Linked DNA regions of Sus scrofa: regions 1, 2, 3 and 5 are each linked to region 4. Evidence: chromatin contacts called from public HiChIP or PLAC-seq and promoter capture Hi-C data. All regions are on one chromosome and are shown on one strand. The core of a region is the stretch at or near the end of the contact, and the rest is flanking DNA. Distances in the headings are between cores, read along the strand shown.

The links. Promoter capture Hi-C pulls out the DNA fragments that hold promoters and counts their contacts. HiChIP or PLAC-seq counts read pairs in DNA pulled down with a chosen protein or histone mark.
Region 1: an H3K27ac HiChIP or PLAC-seq map of alveolar macrophages shows a contact between it and region 4. The contact joins the promoter of ZYG11B here to the promoter of NRDC in region 4. A contact is called at or near these places in 1 of 5 promoter capture datasets (fetal liver) and 1 of 2 datasets of contacts at active chromatin or transcription factors (alveolar macrophages).
Region 2: an H3K27ac HiChIP or PLAC-seq map of alveolar macrophages shows a contact between it and region 4. The contact joins the promoter of SELRC1 here to the promoter of NRDC in region 4. A contact is called at or near these places in 1 of 47 Hi-C or Micro-C datasets (embryonic fibroblasts) and 2 of 2 datasets of contacts at active chromatin or transcription factors (alveolar macrophages and skeletal muscle).
Region 3: a promoter capture Hi-C map of fetal liver shows a contact between it and region 4, with 5 times the contacts expected there. The contact joins the promoter of CDKN2C here to the promoter of NRDC in region 4. A contact is called at or near these places in 1 of 5 promoter capture datasets (fetal liver), 1 of 47 Hi-C or Micro-C datasets (heart right ventricle) and 1 of 2 datasets of contacts at active chromatin or transcription factors (alveolar macrophages).
Region 5: a contact with region 4 is called in an H3K27ac HiChIP or PLAC-seq map of alveolar macrophages. The contact joins the promoter of ZCCHC11 here to the promoter of NRDC in region 4. A contact is called at or near these places in 1 of 5 promoter capture datasets (liver) and 1 of 2 datasets of contacts at active chromatin or transcription factors (alveolar macrophages).

Annotation. Positions count from the first base shown.
Region 1 is chr6:159,479,190-159,481,889 of Sscrofa11.1, forward strand. It overlaps ZYG11B (protein zyg-11 homolog B), which reads right to left and starts at 1,428. Exons shown (of 14, transcript XM_021096631.1): 1 at 1,186-1,428. The coding sequence starts at 1,215.
Region 2 is chr6:159,510,501-159,513,200 of Sscrofa11.1, forward strand. SELRC1 (Sel1 repeat containing 1) reads left to right here and starts at 1,362. Exons shown (of 4, transcript NM_001243594.1): 1 at 1,362-1,539. The coding sequence starts at 1,434.
Region 3 is chr6:161,165,386-161,168,085 of Sscrofa11.1, forward strand. CDKN2C (cyclin-dependent kinase 4 inhibitor C) reads right to left here and starts at 1,296. Exons shown (of 3, transcript XM_003127980.4): 1 at 50-1,296.
Region 4 is chr6:160,297,698-160,300,397 of Sscrofa11.1, forward strand. It overlaps NRDC (nardilysin), which reads left to right and starts at 1,404. Exons shown (of 31, transcript XM_003127978.6): 1 at 1,404-1,957. The coding sequence starts at 1,614.
Region 5 is chr6:159,654,694-159,657,393 of Sscrofa11.1, forward strand. ZCCHC11 (terminal uridylyltransferase 4) reads left to right here and starts at 1,355. Exons shown (of 29, transcript XM_021096643.1): 1 at 1,355-1,511.

The sequences.
Region 1 (2,700 bases), core at 178-2,677, 820 kb before region 4:
TATGATGGAGCAATGAGTTCATTAAAGGAACTGCAAACCATGTGTAACCCAACTCAATGAAAATCGCACTGAAGCCTCAACCTATTTTGAAACAGGAAGGAGAGAGGAAATTTGCAAATGTAAGGGTTTCCCAGCTAAAAGCAGAAAGGGCAAAACAAAAGAAGATAATAGAAGGTATTAAAGAGACTGTCATATCTGACTGCCAAACTGATCTGGGTTATTCAGATGCCCTGGTCTCTGCCTCCAAACAAAAACAAACCATTTGTTATGAGTAACAGGAAAGACTGTACATAAATGCTTTCAAATTTCTCAAACGGTACCTTCACATTAAAAGATGCTCAAAATAAAAATACATTCGAAAACACTTTAAGTTATTTCTGCCCAAAGGCGAGATATCTCATAAGACCATAGTATGCAGGGTGGCCCTCACCCCATGCCTCACTCGATCGCTCCAAAACACACTATCACTCAGGTTTTGCAATGACATTAGGAAATAAGGCTTGCAGGCTCTCTCGAAGCACCGCCAAACTCCCCCTTCCCTCTGCAAAAAAAAAAAGAAAAGGAAGAAAAAAGCCTAAGAATCTCTATCTGCCCGCCCTACAGCTCTTGGGAAGCAATCGCCCTCAAATTGTTCCTGTTGAGACCCTTGAATCCCGTAGAAGGAAATGGGGACAGCTGTGAGAGCGGGGAAGCGAGGACATCCGATAAGGGGGAGAGGAAATGTGGATGGTGGAGGACGAAGGGGAGAAAGGAGAGGGCAGTGGAGATAAAATGGTGAAAGGGGGTAAGAAGCGAGAGCAAGGAGCAGGAGCGAAAAAGAGGGAGGAAAAGAAGGGAAGGCGTAGAGATCCCAAAAGAGAGAACAAGGCAAAATGGTACAGAAGAAAAAGAAGGTCGGGTTAAAGGACAAGGAGGGGGCGGCAAAGGGGACCGCGAAAGAGGCTGTCACTGGGGGTGATTTTTAAAAAGGGTGTCACCGGGATGGAGAGAGATTAAGGGGGGGGGGGTTGTCACCACGGCAGGTGGCCGGAGACCAAGGGGAAGGAGGAGTGGGTCACCAAAGGGGAGGTAACAAGGAGGGGAGGTAAAGGCAGGAGCAGAAGGGGCGTCAAAGCTGGGGAGGGGCAGGCCCGCGGGGGCCAGGGTGGCGGGAGGCTGCGGCTCAGGCAGGCCTCGCTCTCTCACCATGGCTGCGCCGGCCTGGTCCTCTGGCATGCAGCCTCTGTCCTGGGTTCGGCGGCGGGCCGGGCCTGAGCCCGCCCCCAGGCTGAGCCGGCGCGGGGGCTCCAGGAGGCTCCGACGAGCGGCGGCTCCGGGCTCGGCCCAGGCCTCGGCCTCCTCGCCTCGGAAGCTGAAAGTGCAGCAGCCGCAGCCGCAGCCCGATCCCGAGCGCAGACTCCGCCCCCGAGGCTCCGCCCTCGCCCGCAAACACAAGCTCGGCCCCGCCTCCTCCCTCACTGCGCAGACTCGGCCCAGGAGCCCTGGCCACGGCCCCCCCACCGCTCCCCAACCTCCCCACCCCCGCCCGCGCGCCCGACCCCTGGCTTCTCCCCTTCTCAGACCCTTAAAAGAGCCACACGTCTTCAAATAACCAGTGCTTTAAAAACTAGAGATTTAAATATACGTCCTACAGAAGACTAGAGCTGCCATTCGTTTGGGTTGCATACAGACCCCTGTGCTTCTGTTCATTGTCGTTCATTTCTATTGTCATGTATTCTATATATTCATATAGAATATTCATATATTCTCTTAGTGATTTCAATTCTTTTAGATGATTCCTCTAGAGACCTAACTTCTCGGGTTCCTCGCCTCTAGGGATCGCCCTTGCCTCAGCCTCTCATTTCCGTGCTTATACTTTAAATCTGAATTTCAGATAACCCCTCTATAATCTCAATTTCAATCATTCAACTCTCCCACCTCAGCCTCCTTCCTCTCAGGCTCACTTCCTCAAATACCCGACTCCAAAAATTCAACTTTACCAAAACTCAACATCCAGTGCTCCTACTACCTTTCCACTATTCTTCACGGTATCCGATTTCCTTTCATGAACAGCTTAGATTCTACTGTCCATCATCCCTCGGTGTTCACTTTCACTTCTCCAGTCCTTCTTTCCTTTCCTTGTACTCACCTGAGGAAACTCTAATCCTACACCTGCAGCCAAACGGGGTAGAAGGGAGAAAAATCCAAAATCATACTGACTGGCCTCCACCTAGCTTGTTATCATTTTCGTCAAAAAAGCCCTTAACGCTTGGCGATCCTACTGCATTTCTCCAGTTCCATACGCTCTCTCACCTCACTACATAACTGTTTTGTATCTCTCCCTTTAAACCTCCAACACTTCTTCCCTGCTCACTGATGATTTCGCTTCCAATTCATGGTGAAAATGAAGCAAACAGGAGAATATAAGGTCCCACCAGTCACCATTACTTCCAACCCACCTATGACTCTGCTCTGCTTCTAACTCTGCTGCTCTACGCTGCCTTCCTCTCCTTACTACAAATGAGCTATTTGCCTTTTAGCTAAGGTCATACCTTCCGCAATTCTCAAACTGCAAAAAGGCTTGGTTTCCGCCCCCAATCAGCCACAAAACTGTTTTTGTAAAGTGCAATAAAAAGTAATTACTAGAAACATTAAATTTAAAAACAGACATACGAAATGCAAGTCCATATAGACGGATATTGATGCTTTTTTTTTTAATCA
Region 2 (2,700 bases), core at 112-2,611, 790 kb before region 4:
AGGCTAGAGTCAGATTGCACTTAGAGGGTCTTGGAGACCAGGCAAAGAGAGGTGATCTCAAAATCAAAGGTTGGGGCTTCTCTATATGAGAGATGTATTAAAGGATCTCCCAAGGTGATCAGGTGTCTAAGAAACCACTAGTAAATGTGGAATGACAACTGGAATGTGTTATCCTATGAAAGATGTGTTATGGACTTGAGTGTAAAATCATTTAAATCTTTAAAATAAAACTGGAATTTCGAAGACGTTTCCCAGGTTCAGCAAGCTACTCTCTAACAAGGACGTGGTTGGAAGTGGTCCATTCTCTGACGCCCTTAAGGATAGGTTAATAGTGGAGCCATTTGGAAGCAATGCTAGAGGTGCTGGGAAACCAAGGACTTGAGCTCCCCTCAGGGACATAGGCGAGGGCTGGCTGGGACTCAAAGAGAAATAGGAACTGACTGTCTTTGGAGAGCGTTCAGTCTAGGCTTTATGGAACTGATGATTCTAAGAAGAAAAAGCAAAAACCAGCTGAAATTCCTCTTTTCTTTCCCATATCCTTGACTTTTCCTTTTGTACTTCATTCTTTTATTCAAAAAATATTCATTGCACAGCAAATTTCGTATTTCCTGTGTGACCTTTGGACAATTTACTCTCTGTACCTCAGTTTCTTTCCTCATCAGCAGAATGGGGGGAATAACTCCTACCCACAATGAGTGCCTTCATGAGAATTAAATGAGGAAGCTCTTCAAATAGAATCTGAAACAAAGTTTAGCCCTGTTTAAGCATTAGCTATTATAACAGTATTATTACTGCTACTGTGATCCGGCTATCATCTTCCACAGCCATTCATTCCTTGGGTCACTCATGTTGGAGGCAGAAGGTGGGAATGGGAGGAAAAGAGAGATGAATCAGACTTTTCACTGCACTTGCAGCGACTTAAGAATATTGGTTTGTCCAGCTACAGCTGGCCCATAATGGGTGCTCAAAATACTTGCTGAATGGATAAACAAAAGCTTTCCTTCTAAACTGCAAGCCCTTTAATGGCAGGACCCATACTTCCTCGCTGTTGTATTACTAGCACCAAGCACTTGGTGAGGCATATGGTAGGCGCCTAGGCAACACCGAATTAACGAAAGAGCGGACAGATGGAGAGATAAATGACCAGAAGCGGAGAAGCATTAAAGCCACAAGACTGGCACAGTAAAGTGCTACAGAAAGACTGCTACCAGACCTGAGGAAAAGGTGAGACAGCCAAAGCCTAACAGCCAGAGAGCAGAGGAAAAGCTCAAGCTCCCGGCGCGCCGGGCTTTCAGGCCGCCGGAGGGAGCGGCGGACCTCGGCGGCAAGCCCCGCCCAAGCCCCGCCCCTCCGCCGCTCACGTGACCTGGGCGGGCGTACGGCGCGCGCCGGGGCAGAGCGGCGGGGTGATTTTGACTGACCGAGCGAGAGCCATGGCGGGCCTCGTGGACTTCCAGGACGAGGAGCAGGTGAAGTCCTTTCTGGAGAACATGGAGGTGGAGTGCAATTACCAGTGCTATCAGGAGAAGGACCCGGACGGTGAGCCCCGCCAGCACGGCCTAGGTTCACGTGGGGGCTCCGGACGCAGGGGCGGGAGTTGGACGGGTCACGTGAGGGATCTCTGAGGGGATCTGGAAGGGGTCACCGGCCGGGGACACGGGGTGTGTGGGACACAGACGGCCTTGTGGAGGGGCGGGGAGGGGTCGGTTGGCTTCCGCAAGGACTTGCTGGGCTCGCCGCGGGAGAATGCTCTGCCTGGAGGCCGGGCGGGAAGGAAAAGAAGCGTTTGGGCACGTGGAGGAGAGACCCTGGGGCTACGTCAGTGATCGGATAAAAAGCCGCGTCCTCAGGGAGCTTACATTCTAGTGGGGGTACTGGACAGTAAACACAGAGAAACACATGTGTAGCATATTAGAAATTAATAAGTGCAGTGGGAAAAGGAACTGGCTGAGAGGTACCAGAATTCAGGAAGGCAGTTTTAAATCGAGTGATTAGGGAGAATCATGAGAGTGACATTTGAACAAAGTGTAGAAGGTAAAGGAGATCCATGCCAGGCAGAGCTAGGCCCAATGAAAAGGCGCAGCGAGGTGAGTGTGCTCAGTGTGTTCTGGGAACATGAGTTGACTTCCCTGTGTGGGCGATGTGCAGGAGAGGTTGCCCAGAGCAGCCAGTACCTTTGGAGTGGTTTTCTTCTTCCTACTTTTTTTTGGGGGGAGGGGGGTGGCTCTTCTGTGGCACACCGAAGTTCCAGGGCCATGGGTTGTAACCAGAGCCACAGCGTGGCAGTGCTGGATCCTTAATCCACTGTGCCACCAGGGAACTCCTGCCTACTTTATTTTTATAAAAGAAAAAAAAAAAAAAAAAAGGCACTGGGCCTGTCTTCTAGTAGCTTGCAGTCTAGCTGCACGCTGTGGCATGAACCTGTAGTCCCAGGAGTTACTTGGGAGGCTGAGGCTGGAGGATCCCTTGAGCCCAGGAGTTCTGGGCTACAATGTGCCATGTGGATCAGATGTCCACACTAAGTTTGGGATCAATATGGTGACTTCCCAGGAATGGGAGACCACTGGGTTGCCTAAGGAGGAATGAACTGGCCCAGGTGGGACACAGAGCAGATCAAGACTCCCATGCTGATCAACAGCTTGGAGTCTAGCTTGAAGCTGACCAACTACACAGAGTTGCTCTGCAGTGTGATGGCTTAAA
Region 3 (2,700 bases), core at 46-2,545, 870 kb after region 4:
AATACTGCGGAAGAAGAGACATTTGGGGGAAGAAAAGGCATTCACCCACCCTTGTTCACGGTGGTGACCTGAGCCACGCGAGCCAGAACCGCAGGGCAGGTCCTCGGGGGGACTCGGTCTCCATCCGTCTCGCCGAAAGAGTAGTCGTGCGTCCTCCGCTGCAGGGAGAGCGCCGCGGTGGCTGGCTGCTGACGTGCTCTGGGGGTTAAAGATGATCGCCAAAAGCAAACCAGAGTAGCAGTTCCGTGGCCCTCAAGTTACAGATCGCAACAGCTCCTCAGTGGCCTTGGCTTCTCGGGAAGAGCCTTTATTTGCGTCCGGGCCGAGCTGCGGGCTAACGCCGCGCGGGAGGGCTCCGGAGCCCGCCCGCCCGGCTACCGCAGCCCCGCCGAGCCTCAGAGGCCGTGGGAGCCAGGCTCGGCGCGCGTCTCCGGAGACGGCCGGGCGCGCGGCGGGTCCCCGGCAAGCCGGTCATGCCGGCCCCACAGGGTCCCGGGGCTTCCAGAAGCGAGGACGGGGGAGAGCGATGCGGGAAGCGTCTACGGGTCCGGGTCCGCTGAGGCAGCGCGCTGCAGCATCGCGGTCGCACACGGCAGCCCACCGGGAACTTCCCGCCTACGACCAAGCCAGTTCAGACTTCCTACTGCAGAAGTTCATTCAGCCGCCGCCGCCTCTTTTCCTTCCTTTCCCGGTTTTCTGAGGTCCTCTGGAGATCGCGAGGGTCCCCGGAGGTCCCAGGCCAAGCTTTGAGTATGGGGTGCTGCCACAATTCCAAGGCACAGCCAGTCCCGCTGCCCTCTCGGGGAAAGCCCAACGGCTTCGGCGCCCGGTGCCACTTCGCCAACCTCTCGCGGTCCCCTGGCCTGTGCCCCCAGCCTGTGGCGCCGAAAGGGCAGAGGCCGCCAGCCAGCTGTGCCCGGAGCGGAGCCGGGTAGCACTGCTTCCTCCAGAGCCGCAGCGCTCCCAGTGACAGTTTCTTTTGTAGCTGGTCCCCCTCAAATCACCGGTCCCGGCTCCCTTCACCCCTACAGACACTTGTGCGTCGTGCCCCTTTCTGGTCTTTTCCTTCCCTCCCTCCCTTGCTTCTTTTTTCGCTCAAACAATTGCTGCTTCTGTTGCTGCTGCAGAGACGGTGCCGGTTTCTTCTCCCTTTTTCCGACTTCATCAGCTTTTTTTGAAAAGAAAAAAATTGAGCGCTTTTTGAGTTGAAAAACCCGCCCCCATTTTAACGGCAGTTTTAAGGAGGCTCTGCAGAGTTGCTGGCCGCGGGAGCGGGAACGCAGGGCGCCGCCCACGCCCCGCCCTCCGCGCTGGCGGCGCTCGAGCTCTCGGCCGGGCTCGCCCCGCCCCTTGCCCGGCGCCCTTTTTCTAGCCTGTTAGCAGCTTGCATTCCTCCCTCCGTCTCCTGCGCTGGCTCCCACCCGCCAGCTCGGAGGCCCGGCCCCAGCTCGAGCGGCTTTCGGCCCGGTGGAGCAGGGTTTGACCTCTTCCCACTGGCGGGCGGAATGGAGTCTGCGGAACCCCGGGCTGCCCGGGGCCGGGAGCGGGGGTGGGGCGGAGGTGGGGTGAAAGAGGCTTGTTAATTAAGGCTGTGGAGAGCAAAGCTCGGTGGGTCTGGCTGCTGGAAGGCGGAAAGCTGGCCCGAAGCGAGTGTTTCCCCGGGCTTGGCGGGGCAGGCCGGCCCGCCTCCGCGCTCCCGCGCTAGGCTCTCGAAGTTCGGGCAGCCAGGCCTACGGCTGCCGCCGCTTCTGGGGCGCGAGCCGTGTCAACTCGGCCTCCTTTTCTCAGTCCAGAGCTGCGGCCTCGCACCTGCCAGATCAACGACCAGGGCCACGATGGACAGAGGTAGCTGCAGGGGTTGAGGGAGAAACCCAAATGACAGCAAAAACAGTGCTCTGAAAAAGGAGAAGTCTTTTATAGCCTTCTTCCTCTTATTTTATTTATTTATTTATTTTTTGCGAAAACTGAAGGCACTGTATAGGTAAGAAATCATGACGAACTCTGAAGCCTTCATGTTACAGGGACTTGAAATATTCCCTTTCTTTGGGGAAAGGGAGAAAAGCAACTAACTTTAAAGCAAAATAAAAAATAAGTCCTGGGAAGGGTTTTCTAACAAGACTATTTCTTTACTGTCACAGTTCTTTAATTTCTTAGATGAGACTTGTTTTGGGGGATGTAAATGTAAAGGAATCGTATCTTCCCTGGTCAGTCATCAGGACACCAGTTCTCTGTACTTTTTACTTCCTCTTGTAGCTATTTAAGATTAATCAACTACTGCTTTCTATATTTTTTGCTCTTAAAAATATCCAGCACTGCTGCATGGTGCACCTAGTGGTCAAAATGAAACTAAGCAAAAAAAAAAAAAAAAGACAGGTGGTCTAACTATTACTGGCCTATAGCAGGCATAATATCCTCAAGCAACATCTATACCCAGCTCCTTGAAGTACACGGGGACTATTAGCAACAAAAAACACACCAACAATATCTGGATAATCATCTAGCAACAGATTGTAGAGGGAGAGTTGAAACTGGGAAGAATCTGGCAGTGTTCTCTTTAACCGAATTGGTGAGAAAAAAAAAAGTAAATAACCAGAGCTCTTTTTTTAGGTAACTAAGCTTGAAATGTGAATGAAAAATGAACTATAGCAAAAGAAATTAACTCCTCTTATTTTTACATGTATTTAGATATTTCAAATAGAA
Region 4 (2,700 bases), core at 154-2,653:
ACTGCTGAGCCACTATAGGAACTCCAGATTTTACCATTTCTTTTCTGATTCCTTGGGCTTCTCCTTCCCAACTCTTTATTTTCCTATCCATCATCATTTCTTGTCTTAGCATTCCCACCTCCGCCCTTTTTGCCTTTTTAGGGCTGCACCCACGGAGGTTTCCAGGCTACAGGTCGAATTGAAACTGTAGCTGCGGGCCTACACCAGAGCCACAGCAACACCAGATCCCAGCCATATCTGAGACCTACACCACAGCTCACAGCAACAGTGGATCCTTAACCCACTGAGCAAGGCCAGGGAGTGAACCTGCGTCCTCATGGATACTAGTCAGATTCCGTTTCCCCTGAGCCATGAAGGGAACTCCCTTAGCATTCACTTTTTAAAAATTATTTTATTCTGTTTCTCCCCATTTGAATGCATGCTCCAAGAAGGCAACAAATTTTGTTTTGTTCATGATTGTCTTCCCTATATCTGGAGCTGGGGAGGCCTAGAAAAATGTAAAGACCTAAAACAATCATCAAGATATCTCTGCTTCAAGTGCTTCTGCATTCACCATGTTTCTTCCTTTTGTGTGCTACAACTGCTTATGCCAAGGTTAGTAAATCACACACCTAGTACCACATCAGTTGCTTTTTATTTTCCAAGTACGTCTGTTTCAATCACATCTTGCCCACCAACGGCCACTGAAGGCAGGAAAAAACCTTGGGGAAACGGACTTAAGGGACAGGAGGTGGCTGCTCAGCGAAAGTTGGCTAACACTAACTGTGGACTCTAGTCTCTGGGGGAAGCTCAAAATGTTTTCGCATAGAAGAGTGAACACATTTACACCGGTCTTTTAAACACTTAGGCGAAGTGCACGACGGTCTAGCAAGCTGTAAGGAGGAGAAGCACGGCGGCTATTTCTCCGGTTCCGCTCAGCTCCACTCCCACGCAGCTTCCATCCGGCTGCAGAAAAACACTTCCGGCGTTCTGCTTTTTACGTGCCGAGTCACGGCCAAAACTCCACCCAGGTCTGAGGGGCATGATACGCAAAATACGACATGAGTGAGGGGAGGGGAAGCCTGGAAATTAATTTTCTCCACTCGCTTAGCGGTTTTCTCATCCGGGGAATATTTCTCTCGGAGCGGTGGAGCACTATTCAGCTGCTACCTCAAGCCACCTCCCCTCTTCCGTCATAAACGCTGCGCAGCCTCCCAGGCGCCGTTCTCCCGTCGTCCTCCGCGTCCCTCTCTCCGCCTCTTTTCTCTCGCCCCGCCCACTCCGTGTCCCGAAGAGCTCTCTGCGTGCTGCGAGATGCCGGCCCGGTCTCTTTGGTTCTTTTTTATTCCTTGTTCCCATTGGTTGATCACATGCACATGACTTCTATCTTGCCTTGTTATTGGCTAAAGTCAGTTGCGTCATCGACGGCGGGAGGGTGGGGGGGATGAGGGAAGTTGGCTTGGGGGAGACCGGATTGGGGGAGGGGTTCAGGCCTGTCCTCCCCGGCGGCTGCGGCAGCACCAGCGCCGGCCGCCACCGCCTCTGGAACGCGGAGGAGGAGGAGCGGCTGGAGAAGTAGGAGGAGGAGGAGGGCCCTAGGGAGCGGGATGCCCATTACTCCGGCTTGGTGGTGAATGTTGAGGAGAGTCACGGTTGCTGCAGTCAGTGCCACCGGGAGGAAGTTGTGGTGTGAGGCCGGGCGGGAGCTCGCGGCGCTGTGGAGAGTAGAAGCGCGGGGTCGGTGCGAAGACTCCGCGGCTGCCAGACCCTTTCCTACTCTGACCATGCCTGGAAGGAACAAGGCGAAGTCTACCTGCAGCTGCCCTGACCTGCAGCCCAATGGACAGGATTTGGGCGAGAGCGGCCGGGTTGCCCGTCTGGGAGCCGACGAATCTGAGGAGGAGGGACGGAGGGTGCCTGTCAGTAATGCCGGAGACCCTGAGATCGTCAAGTCTCCCAGCGACCCCAAGCAATACCGGTGAGGGAGGAGGCTTAGACCAGGGAGGAAAGCAGGGCGAGGGCCTCAGAGTGGCCGCTGTGGTCTCTTCTTGTCTCCGAATCTTCCGAAGGAGCACCAGGGGCACATTCCCAGCCCCAAAGCTTCCTTGGATGGAGGTGTCAAGAGCAGTTAGAGGCTTCCGTGATGTGTGAGCTGGACGAGGGGGAAAACTTGGGTTCCACAAGGAATCTGGATGTCAGAATGGGCAGGGTTGTTGGAATAATTTTGATACTCGCTAAAGCAAGAATGGAGGTTTCTCTGAGGAAAGCAGGCTGGATGGGCGGGGGGTGGGGTGGGGTATTGGTATTATGAGGAAAGGTTCAAGGAGCTGGAGATTTTAATTTTGGAGGGGATATTTAAGGGAAATACTATCATTATCCACAAACATTCCAGGTGCCCGTAGATGAAAGAGGGGTAAAACTAATGGGTGGAAGTTACTGGAGGGTCATGTGGCTTCAGTAAAAGAACTTAGGCATCAGAGTTGGCCTGAAATGAAGTGACTTACTTCCATGGTTTTTTTCTCAATGCTCGAATGGTTGGGTGACATCTTCCAAGAATATATTAGAGAGGGCTTGAGTCTCAGTTGGGTGAATCATAGAAGATTTGTAAGGTTTCCTCTCATCCCGCAATTCTCAACTTTTGGTTTGTATCATAATCCTCTAAACATCTCTAATATCTGGAGGCTCAATCCCCACCTGAGTATATTCTTCGCAGGTAGCCTA
Region 5 (2,700 bases), core at 105-2,604, 640 kb before region 4:
CCAAAAAAAAAAACCCCAAAAACTTAAGTCCATTCGGATCGCGACTTTAAATAAGTATGCTGAGGAACCTACATTAAAAGCAGGAGAGGAAGGAGGCTGATGGTTGGCAGCTGATTCCAAACCCATGTGAAACTAAATAAATGACTTCTAAAATCTTTTCTCTGGGGGGTTGGGGGGATGCTCCAGATATTTCTCCAGACCTCCTTTACTCCATTTTAAAAGAAATTGTCTGGTGCGTTCCTATTGCGCTGCGGTGGAAACAAATTCCACTAGGAATCCTGAGGTTGCGGGTTCCATCCCTGGCCTTGCTGAGTGGGTTAAGGATCCAGCGTTGCTGTAAGCTGTGGTGTAGGTCGCAGACAGCTGGGATCTGGCCGTGGCTGTGGTGTAGGCCTGCAACTGTAGCTCAGATTTGACTCCTAGCCCGGGAACCTCCACGTGCTGCCCTAAAAAGCAAAATAAAGTAAAATAAATTGCTTGCATCTTGAAAGAAGATGATTCCAGCTTTGGGGGGCTGACAGCATAGGCGGGGTCAGGAAAGGGTGGGAACGACCCCGGGGCTTCCTCTGTCCACCTACTCTCTCAGGTGTTTAGAAGCCCACACTAACCGCCGAGGGTCCGGGTGCCATGCCCGTGGGCCAGGCCGGAGGGTGCACGTCCCAAACCGGTCTTCCTTCCTGGGGGCGGGGGAGGCTTTCGGCCCCTCTTCCCGCTTGGGGGTCCTCCGCAGGGAGGTCCGCAGGCCCATGAATAGATCTGAGAGGCGCGGCTATGCCCGCAACCCCCGCCTCCTCAGGCCTCTCCGAGCTCCCCAGGGGGCTCCCGGACCGGGGCCCGACGCTGCGACCCTCGCTCGGTGGCCCCGCCCCTCCCCGCGAGCCCGAGCGGCCTCCGACCCTCCCCCAACGCTAGAGGGCCCCGCCCCCTCCTCGCGGGCTAACGAGTGTCCTCGCGCGCTCGCCCCTTCCCTCAGCGTGGCTGTGAGTGCGCTGTCCTCCCACGTCGGCCCCCTCCCGTTGTTTCTCGCCGCCACCTCTAGCCCCCGAACGTAGCCCCGCCCCCACTGGTGTTTACTGTCCCCCGCCCCGGTTCAGCCAGTGCCCTGGGGCCCCCAGAACGAAGGGAGGGGGCACCCCTAAAGCCTTCCCTCGGCGCTTCCTCTCTGGGGTCTCCGGGGCATCTATCGCCTACCCTCGCCCGGGTCAGGACTCCATTCAGGGTTCTGTCCCTCTCTCCCCTCCCCCTCTCCTCGGCTCCCCCCACCTTCTCCCTCGGCCCCCTCCCCTCAGCAGGTCCTCCTCTTTCTCTCCCCCTCTCTCCTCCCCCTCCCCATCCCTTCCCCCCCACAATGCAGTTCGCGGCGCGGCGGACATGGCGGTGGAGTCCTGAGCTCGTCGTGTCCCGGCCTCCAGCGGCGACGGCAGTGACGGCGGCAGCGGGAGGCGGAGGGGGAGCGGGAGCCACTGAGATGAGGAGGCGCCGCGCGCGCCTGTAGCTCGCGGGCCTCGCAGGTACGGAGGTTCTGGCCGCGGCGCAGCCGCCGGCGCCGAGGGGGTGTGCTCTGGGCAGGCCGGGCGGCCCCCTGTTCGCCCTCCTCAGGTGCCGCGCCTCGCAGGTGTCAGGGGCCCGGCCCGAGCGCGTGTCAGCCGCCCCCTTGGGGCCTGACACTTCTTTCTTTACGGGAATGGGCTTCGCGTGTCCCAGGGGAAGGCAGAGATGAGGGAAGTAGGGGCGGCGGCCTGGGCGGCCTGAGGTGGGCATCGGGGCGCGTAGGGGCCGAACTCCACAGTGAGGCTGGGGCTCTCGGCCGCGGGCCGAAACCTGTGGACCCGGGCGGCGGATTTGGAGTTAACGGGATAGCAGTGAGCATTTTCTGGGTGCGATAGGATTCCCTGCCATGTGTGCCTTTTTTTCACCCCTGCTTAGACATAGATATACGTATGTAATGTATAAATACACACACGCAAATAATACATAATAAACACTTATTCCGGGCCCGCCCTTGTCGGGTGGAGAGAAGGCCGAGGTGTCTGGTGAGAGGGTTTCCTTTCTTGGTCGCCCGCCTTCTCTCTCCCTTGCCCCCCAGTCGAAGGGTGGTAATGAACGCTTTTGACGTGGGAAACTGTGAGATTGGTATTTGTAAACATACAGCACTCGCGGAGTGTATTGTACGCCTCCGCGAGAGGTTTCAGGTCCTTTTGGTATCGTGATTGCAAAAGAATGAGATATTTAGACCTGAAAGAAGCACAGCATCGGGGTTTCTAGCCGTACCTGAATGGGATGAATTACTGCTATTTTAACAACGTTGATTAAACACCTTCTTTTTAAAAGATTATCAAATCTTTAATTAGATGAATTTTGTACCTTGCGCGAGATTTTAGTTTCGGTGTACCATGTATCTTCGCTTTGATATATTTTTGGTACAAAAGTAGTTCCTTACACATTTGACATTCGACCCTTTTTGTAATCGCTTTAGTGTTCAGAAATGCAGTTCGAATTGTGTGTTTTTGGCATGCATTTAGTAATTAGCTGGAGTGGATCAGATTACCTTTTGTTTCCAAAGATCGCCCCCCCCCCCCAGTCTTGTAGTAGCGAAATGTGTAACACTTGGTGAAACAGAACATATCCTGTTTTCTGTTTTTCAATTAATGAGAACTATTAGCTAATAAAACCGGATAATCCCAACTGGATATGATAATT